2 separate regions of the Sus scrofa genome follow, and region 2 is linked to region 1. Evidence: chromatin contacts called from public HiChIP or PLAC-seq data. All regions are on one chromosome and are shown on one strand. Each heading gives the region's core, a stretch centred on a gene start, on an enhancer-like site or on the middle of the called end of the contact. The rest is flanking DNA. Distances are from core to core; before and after follow the strand shown. Region 1 overlaps ADAMTS12 (A disintegrin and metalloproteinase with thrombospondin motifs 12). Region 2 holds the start of ADAMTS12 (A disintegrin and metalloproteinase with thrombospondin motifs 12).

Region 1 (4,995 bases), core at 1,193-3,692:
TTCTAGGGCTGCGTCTAAGCTGAGCAAGATAGGATGTTGTAACAGATTAGTGATGTTTGCCCAGACACCAGGAGTCAGAAGCAGCAACGCATGTGCCATATTCCTACCATCTTTCTTCTCATTCCAAATCCAATCAGGAGCCATGAAAAAAGTTTGGGGGGGGGGGACTGATGGATACTTATCTGATACTAGAATGGGAAAGAACTTTAAGCATAAAAGTGTTGGAGACCACTGAACTGCTGAATTCTGCAGAAGGCAACTATCTGCCCACGCAGAGTTCTAAAGTACAGGGTGTCCTTCAAAGACAAGATAAGGGAGTTGTGCATAAACCATGCTATTCTATAAGCAACTGCACTATGCCCTAGAGGTAGGCACCAGTGCTAATGGTTTCCTTTGTTATTCACTAAGAGGGAGCTTTGTCATTGGCTATGCCTGATTTTACTCACTTCCCCTACATACATCCCCTTCCTGAATAAAAGGCCTGTGGGCTAAAGCCTAGGCGCCTTTGTTCCGTGAACAGAGTGCCTCCTGGTCCCCCACTTTCTAAAGATAAGAGTCTTGTGTTTTGTTCTCCTGCGCCATCCCTCTTCCAGGGTCTCCTGTTGCCCTGCAGCGCTGGACGCAGCATAAAAGGAATGGAAAAAACTGGGGGAAAAAAATCCAGCAAAAATCTAAAATATCTAGATATCAAAAATATTAAAAATTTAAAAAGCAGAAAAAGTATTTTTTCACAAATAGGACAAAGTTATTACATATTTATATATGAAGCTCTTTTATGAATTATTAAGAAAAATGCTAATGACCCAAAGGAGAAAACAACAAAAGAACATGGAGAGATAGTTCTTAAGGAAGAATTTTAAATGACTCAAAAACTTCAATTACAAATGTGCATACTCATATTCAAAGAAATGATAGAGTACCCATGAGATAGCGTATCTTGGACATAAAATTAGAAAAGATTAAAAACTATACTTTACTCAATGCTGATAAGAATTTAAGTAGGTACTTTTATATGTTATTTTAGGAATATAAATTGCCATTTTTTTCTTTCTTTTTTTTTAGGGCCACACCCACAGCATATGGGAGTTCCTAGGCTAGGGGTTGAATGGGAGCTATAGCTGCCAGACTACACCACAGCTATAGCCGCGGCCACAACCACGGGATCCAAGCCACATCTGTGACCTACACCACAGCTCACAGCAACGTGAGATCCGTAATCCACCAAGTAAGGCCAGGGATCAAACCCTCATCCTCATGGACCCTAGTTGGGATTGTTAAGCACTAAGCCACGAAAGGAACTCCCTAAATTGGTTTTTTGAGACTACTGTAAATAATTTCTAGTGATACATTTATAGGAATCTAACCTAAGGTAATATTCTTAAATGATTACAAAATGTACAGTACAAGAATAATAATCATACAGTTTTATTATAACAATATTTTGGAAAAAGATCTATCTGTCCAAACTAAGAGGACAGTAAAGAAAATCTGATCTAATAGGAGTTTTAAGCAATTCTTACAATTGTTTTGAAAGGTTTTGTATGTTCCAACTGTGTGTTTCATTATATTTTTATCCAATATTAAATTAAAATATATTGCCATGTCATATTATAGAAAATAAATAAAATATCTATAAGTAGTTGTTATTTTTTGGTTGTATGATTACGACTAATTTTTATTTTCCTCATTTTTATTAGTCTATATTTTCCCAGGGAAAAATAATTTATATTTATGATTTCTTTTAAATTAGAAAAAAAATTTAATTCCATCTGATTAAAAATGCCACATGAACATTTTTTTCCAAGCAAAGTAATCACAGGAAAGAGTCGACAGGCCCGAACAAGTTCTATAGTCAAACGGACCTTGGTCACTTTTAACAATGTTGAGTTTGGGCAAACACTTAACCTCTCTGAGCCTCAGCTTCCTTGTCTGTAAAATGGGGCTGATAATGGTGCCTACGCATAAGGTAGCTGTGAGTCTTACTTAGTAAGAGACCCTCTCAAGCGGTCAGTACTGCTCTTGGCCCCTAGGAGGTACTGAAACACTGATCATTAGCTGTTCTGAGGGAAGCTGACCATCAGCTTTGGATGGATTGGTCTCAGCCAGTGAAACTGGCTGTGGCACCCCTGGGTCCTTCCACTGCACATGTGTGTCAGCATGGCCGTGCTTTGTGCAGTTCCAGCTGGCTTTGTGGTTGGCCTCAAGGACCTATGTGAGCTGGAGTTTCCTGAGAATCGCCACTGATGCCATTGCATAAACCATCCTTCCATGTGTAGCCAAGGAGACTCCTCAGCGAGACACAGCTCCTACCAGCCCCTGTAAGAGAGGCTAATATTTACTGCGCTCTTCATCCTCTCCAACTCACACAGACACTTAGCTGTGTGCATTTTATAGAGGAAGACAACCAGGCTCAGAGAGCTTCAGAAACTTGTCTGAGATCACAAAGCGGCTCAGTGCCAAGATTTCACATTCACGGCCATGTGATGTCAGAGCTTGGACTCTCTAGTCACCATCAGCACACACACACACACACACACACACACATACACACACTCACACTCAACTCTTAGCATCAGGCTGCCTCTGAGGACAGCTAAGCAGTGCTCAAACCATCAGGGCCAGTGAAGAAGCCCGTTTTCCTCTCCTGGCAACTGGAGACCAATGCCCCTCTCTCTTTCAAGTGAAGTGGCCATCACTCTGTCACTCTTGGTGCTCTGGAGTGAAAGTTGCTTCCTCTGACAAAGAGAGATCCCCCTCAGACTCTGCCTGAGCTGCTGGAAGTACTTCTGGGTCAGAGGGGAGGCCACAGCCCTGCAAAATCAGTGCTCAGGAATTACAGCAGAGGACAGAGATCCAAAGCCCTTGAAGAAGCAGCGACATCAGCCGGAAACCTCAGCTGACCAAGAAAACTTGCTGTTTCTCTTGACTTGAACCAGCTCGAGACTTTGTCGCCATATGGTTTTGAGTAATCACAAATTATAAAAATGATAACAACACCAGCTGCTAACACATATCACACATTCAGTTCACTTTGCTAAAACATGTACAGCTTTTAAAATTTCTTTCAACAAACTAATGCCCTGAGAGTGATTTTTATGAGCCCAATTTCCTGATAGTGATTCATGATGAAAGCATCCATGCTTATGTACGGGGTGGGTGAGGAAGTGGGACCCTGCTCCAGAGAATGGGAACCCCCAGAGGCCCGATGGGAAGGGCGCTTGTGCCAAAAATGGAAGAAGGCTGAGAGGGCACATCCTTGGACAAAAGAGCAGCTGGAGTATCTGCTCAGGGCTGGAGACATGCCCAGAGCCTGGCTGGAGGAGGACCTACAGGCAGCCTGACGTGGTCTGGAGTCTTCAGCATCCAGTTTCTAGACTGGCACCTGCTTTCCTCCAGGGCATGCCTTGCTACTAGGGACCTTGATGAGTTCTATAATCTCAGGTCTCTGGTAGGTTCTCTTGTTTTTTAACTGTCCTAAGACCTAATAAAATGTTTTCTTTAATAATAATAAATTTGAGGTGTTCCCATTGTGGCTCAGTGGTTAACGAATCTTACTAGGAACCATGAGGTTGCGGGTTTGATCCCTGGCCTCGCTCAGTGGGTTAAGGATCTGGCGTTGCCGTGAGCTGTGGTGTAGGTCGCAGCCATGGATCGGATCCCGAGTTGTTGTGGCTGTGCTGTAGGCCAGTGGCTACAGCTCCAATTAGACCCCTAGCCTGGGAACCTCCATATACCACGGGCATGGCCCCCCAAAAAAAAGACAAAAAAAATAATAATAATACATTTGAAAGAACATACATCGAGCATTTACTTTAATATATTGTGCATGCTTAGCTCTTTTAATCCTTACAACAACCCGTCCTGATGAAGGAAACCCAGGCACACCGAGCTGGAGTAATTTGCCCCAGGTCCTCTTTTTTAAGGAATAAATCGATGAACTCATGAATGAAGGCACTAACAGTCTCTCCCAGTGGTTCCCAAAGCTTTAGCCTGCATCACAGTCATCCAAGGACCAGTTAAAACACAGATGCTAGGTCCTACCCTCAGAGTTTCTAATTCAGTAAATCTGGGGTGAGGCCTGAGGATCTGAACTTCCAGCCAGTTCCCAGATGATGCTGATAGTGGTCCAGGGACCACACTTAAGAACCAGTGGCCTGGACAAGGAGCTAGCAAACTTTTTCATGAAAAGGCCAGTAAGCAATGTTCCAGGCTTTGAGAATCAAGGGGCAAAATCAAGGATAGCATATAAGTATCATTTTATATGTAACCATTTAAAAATGTAAAATCTATTCTTAGCTTCCAGGTCAAATGTGGCCTGTGGTCTAGACCCGACACTAATTCCTGGTCTTGGTCCCTCCAGGCCCCACCCCACACCTGCTCCCTTGATCTTCTGAAGGTCGCAGCTGCCTGATGTCCTCGTCAGGAGAGTGCACCTTAGCTTCCAGTGGCTGAGAGGCCAGCAGGTGTCCAGCGCAGGCCACACGCTGGCAGTGATGGTGGTAGCAATGTCGCTAAGGACAGAAATCCTGTTCAGCCGCTGATCCTAAACCTCGGGCACCCAGGGGCACCCTAGTCACGGTGGACTCGAAATGCACCATGTTGGTGCTAGAAACTGATCATTTGTTTACTTTTTCCAAGGCCAGATAACATGAAAAATTCCTCTGTTTAGTACTGTTGTTTGGGGGGGAATAGAGGATTTCTTGCAGGTTTTTTAAGAAACAGTAATGGTGATAATAAAAACATCCAAATTAAGGTAATCTGCTTTGAAAGCATATCACTCAGTGCATATTTTAGATAACCCCAAAGTGGAAAATCTGGCACTCATTTTCGCATGTTAATCAGGAGTTATCCATGTTCTGAATTTTTGTGCTCATGGGCTTCCAATTTTTTTTTTTTTTTGAGCAACCACTTTTGTCCTTGGCGATTAGAAATGGAAAGAAAACAAAAGCCTCCTGCAGAGAACAGCCTCTTCATTTTCTCCTTGGGAAGTTCACA
Region 2 (4,995 bases), core at 1,457-3,956, 160 kb after region 1:
TAAAATCCGAATTTATTAATTTTTTGGAAATTATTTTTAAAACCTAAATATCAGGGGTTTCCCGGTGGCTCAGCAGCTAGGTGGCTCAGATTAAGGATCCAGTGTTGTCCATGCCGTGGCTCTGGTTACTACTGTAGTGTGGGCTCCATCCCTGGCCAGGAATTTCTATATGCCACAGGCACAACCAAAAAATAAAAATAAAAAATAAATTTAAAAAAAAAACCTAAATAATTGTGCATCACTAATAAGCTCAGAGCACCGTACACCTGTTTTCCACTATCAACTCCTCTTGGCCATAAAGGTGACCAGGGAAGACAACCATCTCTCACTTTCCAGAGAAAGCCAGTCCCAGTGGAGTCTGCTCCACACTGAGCTGAATACATTTACAAAGATGTGGAGCAAGCAGCGCTGAAAACCAATCCAGGAGAATGTGTGTCTTTGAACCAAATCATCTCCAAATGCCCTGGGAAGTGCTCGCAGGCTTTGTTTGTGCTGCCTGCCGGCAGAAGAGAGACTTTTCACAAAAGGGCTGTTTTTCAAAGAACAACAAACGCTGCTATTTCGAACTTGGGGGTGGGAGATCATATCTGGACCGTTTACACAAGTGAGTGCTGGCTGATTGACATCTCACCCTAGTGTTTGTGGGCTCTGGCTTCCAAGGAAAGCAAAGGGACCTGCTTTGAGTGGCTCTGGAAGTCAGCAGCATTTGAGCTCTCCAGCAGTATCTGAACTTTGTAAAGTAGGCAGAAATCCTCCACAACGTCAGGCGGGAGATGCCTGCCACCCAAGTGGTCTTGGGGTCAGGAAGCTGTGGAAGCTTCCCAAAACTTGAGCGTGGTCAGCAGGCACAGGATTTAATGGATGCTAACCTCGTGCTGTGTGTGTGTGTGTGTGTGTGTGTGTGTGTGTGTGTGTGTGTGTTGTCCCGATTGTCGCTCTAGGACAATGCTGCTGGATGGTAAGAAGGCAGCCTCTGGACTCAGGCTACCTGGGTTTAAAACCTCACTCCACCATAACTAAGCCCACAAACTCCCCAAGCTTTGGGTTCTTCAGGTGTAAAGCAGAGATAGCAACAATGGTCCCTGAACCCCAGGAGGCTGTTGACAGTGGTCAAGACGATAGCACATGAGTGCCTTAGCCACGCGGGCCATGTCTGCTGCCATGACGGTATTTTCCCAGAAGCCCAATGAATTCCCCAACAAACAGGAAAGTGTCTGACCCTTGCAAGTCCAATAAAAAAGCAAAGGCAACAGTATCATTCTGCTCAGGGTGTTGGGTTTTAAAAGATACCTAATAATAACAGTAATAATAATAAAACAAATGGTCCATCCCAACTCCTCCCCTGCTTTCTACAGCATTACAAGTTTTATGAAATTCAGAAAGAGAAGCAGCAGAACAGAGAAAGGTGAGCCCCTTCGGAAGGGAATTTTCTCCAAAAGAACTGTTATTTTTACAACACAGCCCTAAATCTTTCCAGGAAACCAAAACACAGCCAAGCTCACTCAGCAGGGGGGCGGAATCACATTTCCCCTCCCCTCTGCCAGCAGTTTCAAACTAACTAGAAACATGGCAATAACTGCCAGTGGCCGGTTGCAAATTAAAAAACAAAAAAAAAAAAAAGAAAAAAAAATTTCATGCGTTCACAATCTGAAAAATAGGGGCGGAAACAGTGCAGCATTCAGAGGAGACAAAGCGGGGAGGCGGGCTGGGGGGGTGGCTACTAGCTACCTCTAGAGCCTTCTCTGCAGCATCCTTAGTGTAAAAAGATCAGGATCCTTGCCTTTCAGGAAGAGGTAAGGAATCAACCCTTTAAGCACTGAATTCCGAGAAGCCCCCGCTTTACCCAACTCCCAGCCCAAATTTCCTCGCAACTCAGCCAAACGGCCTTTCGGAGTGCAGCCAAGTGGGGGAAGGGAAAGGGGAGCAACCAACTTTTCAGGCGTCTTACCACTGCGGTTTTTAGAGCAAATCTGGAAAAGCCACTAACCTTGCTTCCTGTCCGGGAAGCGCAGCGGGCCCGGCTGCGGTGGTCGCTCAGAGCAAAGGACCCCCAAGTTCAGGAGCTGAGCCATAACGAAGAGCTTTGCAAGCCAGCTCCTCTGGACACATGGCATGATTCAGTTGTTGGGGAGAAGAAACGTCAACAAGTTTTAGCTCTCAGCTCAAGAAATCAAGTCCTCGCCTGTGGCCGGGCAGGAAGATGCCGGGGTGCATGGTCCAGGAGTGCGAAGGGAGAGACTGCAAGGCTGCCCACGCCCTCCCTTGGCTTTTTTTTAAGCAGAAAGGGGCTCGTTACCTTTCTGTTCCCTCCCTCCTCCTGAAAGGGGAGTGATTCAGCTGACAACGTCTGCTTTCCGCCGGGTGCGGGAGGGCGCAGCCCACTCTGGATCCCACCCCTCTGCCTTGGGCGCCTGGCCTCGCAGCCGGCCCCGCGCATCTTCCTCCGGGACTCCCACCCCCTCCTCCGCTCCGCCGGCCCCGCCCAGAGCCAAGCCGGCCGGCCAAATAGGGGAGCCCCGGGGAGAGTCGCCCTGGGCGGGCCTCCGAGTGAGAGGCCCCCAGGCCAACTCCTGATACCGGCGGAAAATGCTGAGCGCAGAGATGGGACCGCGGGGGACCCCACTCCCTGACCTCCTCAGCTCAATGCTGCCCCCTTCCTGGCCTTTCTCCTCCCAGTTCCCCAACTTTTCCCACCATTGCTCCACCAAGACTCAGCTGGTTCGACTTCTCTGCGATTCGTTTCCAGGGCCGGCTTCCGTTTGAAAAAAGTTAACAGGCAGTGTTTCTCTTTCCCAAGTAGAGACAGATGGTCTGGGCTAATCTACTAGGTCGACCCTGCACAAGTCCCTTCATCTGCACCACGAGGTGAGGGGACCCAGTGACCAGGAGCCGCTTTAAGTCTGTGGTCTCCCTGGCACTTCACTAAGCCCGAAGGGTAACCAGGAGAGAAAAGGAAGTAAGTCAGCCGGAGATGGTAGCTCTCCACTTTCCTGGCACAAGCTGCCCATGGAAGCGGAAACCATTCAGAGGCTCAAGCTTTACATCGCTGAGAGAATGCCCCAAACCAGGGGGCTTGCCAGGCATCCAGAGAGATTCCTGGGATGATCCCGCCAAGATTTTGCACCTCTGGGCTGAAACCAGCTAACTTATTCCACTCAGGAGGAATCTGGCCCCACACTGGTTCTCCATGGCTTCCAGCCGCCCGGATGTGTTCAGCAAGAGACTGAAGATGCCAGTTCATCCAACCTTGCTCAGGGCCAGGGAAGCCAAGTCCAAGCAGTGACCCAAGTGCAAGATGGTGCTCACAGGCCTGGGGCAGGCAGTTTGAAGAACTTCAGACTGGATATATACACACCATGACATTTCAAGGGGTAGGTATAAGATTCCTGTTATTGCCATCACAAATTCCCACAAATCTGATGGCTTAAAACAACACAGGTTTAGTATATTACAGTTCTGGAGGTCAGAAGTCTGCGATGGGTCTCATTGGGCTAAAACCTAGGTGTTAGCACAGCTGCATTCCTTTCTAGAGCCTATTTGCTTGCCTTTTCCAGCTTCTAGAGGCTGCCCACTTCCCTTGGCTCATGGCCCTCTTCCCCCATTTTCAAAGCCAGTAACAGCCAGCTGAGTCTCTTTAAGTTGCATCAGCCTGACACTCTCTCTTTTTTCTCACTTCCCTATTTATAAGGACCCTTGTGATGACATTGGACCCATCTAGATCATCCAGGTTAATCTCTTTCTCTTCTGATCAGCTGATTAGCAACGTTAATTCCATCTACAGCCTTTATCCCCCTTGCCATATAATATTGCCATGTAACATGTTCTGTTATGCTATCATAGGCCAGTCAAAGAAGGGCTATGAGCATCTTTTCCTGTTGCATAAACATCAGGTAAGAAGAGCACAACTTAAGTCCAAAGGAGAGTCAGGTAAGACAGGCATATCTAGTGAAATGGCATGAAGGCCCAACGGAAAGACAATTGCAAGGGCATTAAAGAAACACTTTGAGGAGATCCCATCATGGTGCAGTGAGAATTAATCTGACTAGGAACCATGAGGTTGCAGGTGGAATCCATGGCCTCGATCAGAGCGTAAAGGATCAGGCATTGCCGTGAACTGTGGTGTAGGACGGCGGCTGTGGCTCTGATCCGACCCCTAGCCTGGGAACCTCCACGTGCCTCAGGTGTGGCCCAAAAAGACAAAAGACAAAAAAAAAAAAAAAACAAAAACAAAAACCACTTTGAGCTAACTGTGTCTCTTTCCCTTTGTTCATCTTCCCCTTCCTCTCCTGTTTGCCTTCTCCTCTTTCTCTTCTTCCTCTTTCTGCTTCTTCTTCTCCTTTTAACAGCAAGCAGGGTTTCACCTGAAGAGCGAGATTACATCTGGCTTCCAGTCCCTGGAGAAAAGCTATGTCTCTCAGGCAGGAACCGAAAGAACTCTGGGAACTACCAAGTCCCAACAATATCAGGGGGGGATCCACAGAATTCTCTGGCCTCACGGCTTCTCATTCTCTTCAATAAATGGGCATTCCCCTTACCCTCGCTCTTCCACCTACTCTCAGGACCACAACCAGGAATGTCTGTCATCCAGAAGGCACCTAAGACTGAAATATTAAAATTATAAAATCTCCCCAAAACTTCATGTTCCGCCTACCTTATCAGCCTAGTAAGGACTCCCCATCTTTTGATCTCTTCATCCTTCATTGTCCCGTAATCTATAAGCACCTCTTTGGCTTTACCTCCCTTTCTGCCCAATCATATCCCTATGATCTATCTCTTTATTTATTTATTTTTTGTCTTTTTGGCATTTCTTGGGCCACTCCCGCAGCATATGGAGACTCCCAGGCTAGGAGTCGAATCGGAGCTGCAGCCACCAGCCTACGCCAGAGCCACAGCAACGCTGGATCCAAGCCACACCTGCAACCTACACCACAGCTCACGGCAACGCTGGATCCTTAACCCACTGAGCAAGGCCAGGGATCAAACCCGCAACCTCAT

What was found. HiChIP or PLAC-seq counts read pairs in DNA pulled down with a chosen protein or histone mark.
Region 2: a contact with region 1 is called in an H3K27ac HiChIP or PLAC-seq map of skeletal muscle. The contact joins the promoter of ADAMTS12 here to the enhancer-like site in region 1. A contact is called at or near these places in 3 of 5 promoter capture datasets (fetal liver, fetal skeletal muscle and liver), 5 of 47 Hi-C or Micro-C datasets (embryonic fibroblasts, heart right ventricle, mesenteric adipose tissue and 2 more) and 1 of 2 datasets of contacts at active chromatin or transcription factors (skeletal muscle).

The regions. Positions count from the first base shown.
Region 1 is chr16:19,757,334-19,762,328 of Sscrofa11.1, forward strand. The region is part of intron 3 of ADAMTS12 (A disintegrin and metalloproteinase with thrombospondin motifs 12); the gene reads right to left. Among named protein-coding and RNA genes, the nearest start is that of ADAMTS12, 160 kb to the right of the region's middle. Within about 2 kb of position 2,443, at least 13 of the 83 cell types and tissues checked have an H3K27ac peak or open chromatin away from gene starts, as enhancers often do. A contact at or near this core is called in mesenteric adipose tissue, skeletal muscle and subcutaneous adipose tissue, where this site is marked.
Region 2 is chr16:19,918,074-19,923,068 of Sscrofa11.1, forward strand. ADAMTS12 (A disintegrin and metalloproteinase with thrombospondin motifs 12) reads right to left here and starts at 2,707. Exons shown (of 25, transcript XM_021076980.1): 1 at 1,988-2,707. The coding sequence starts at 2,114.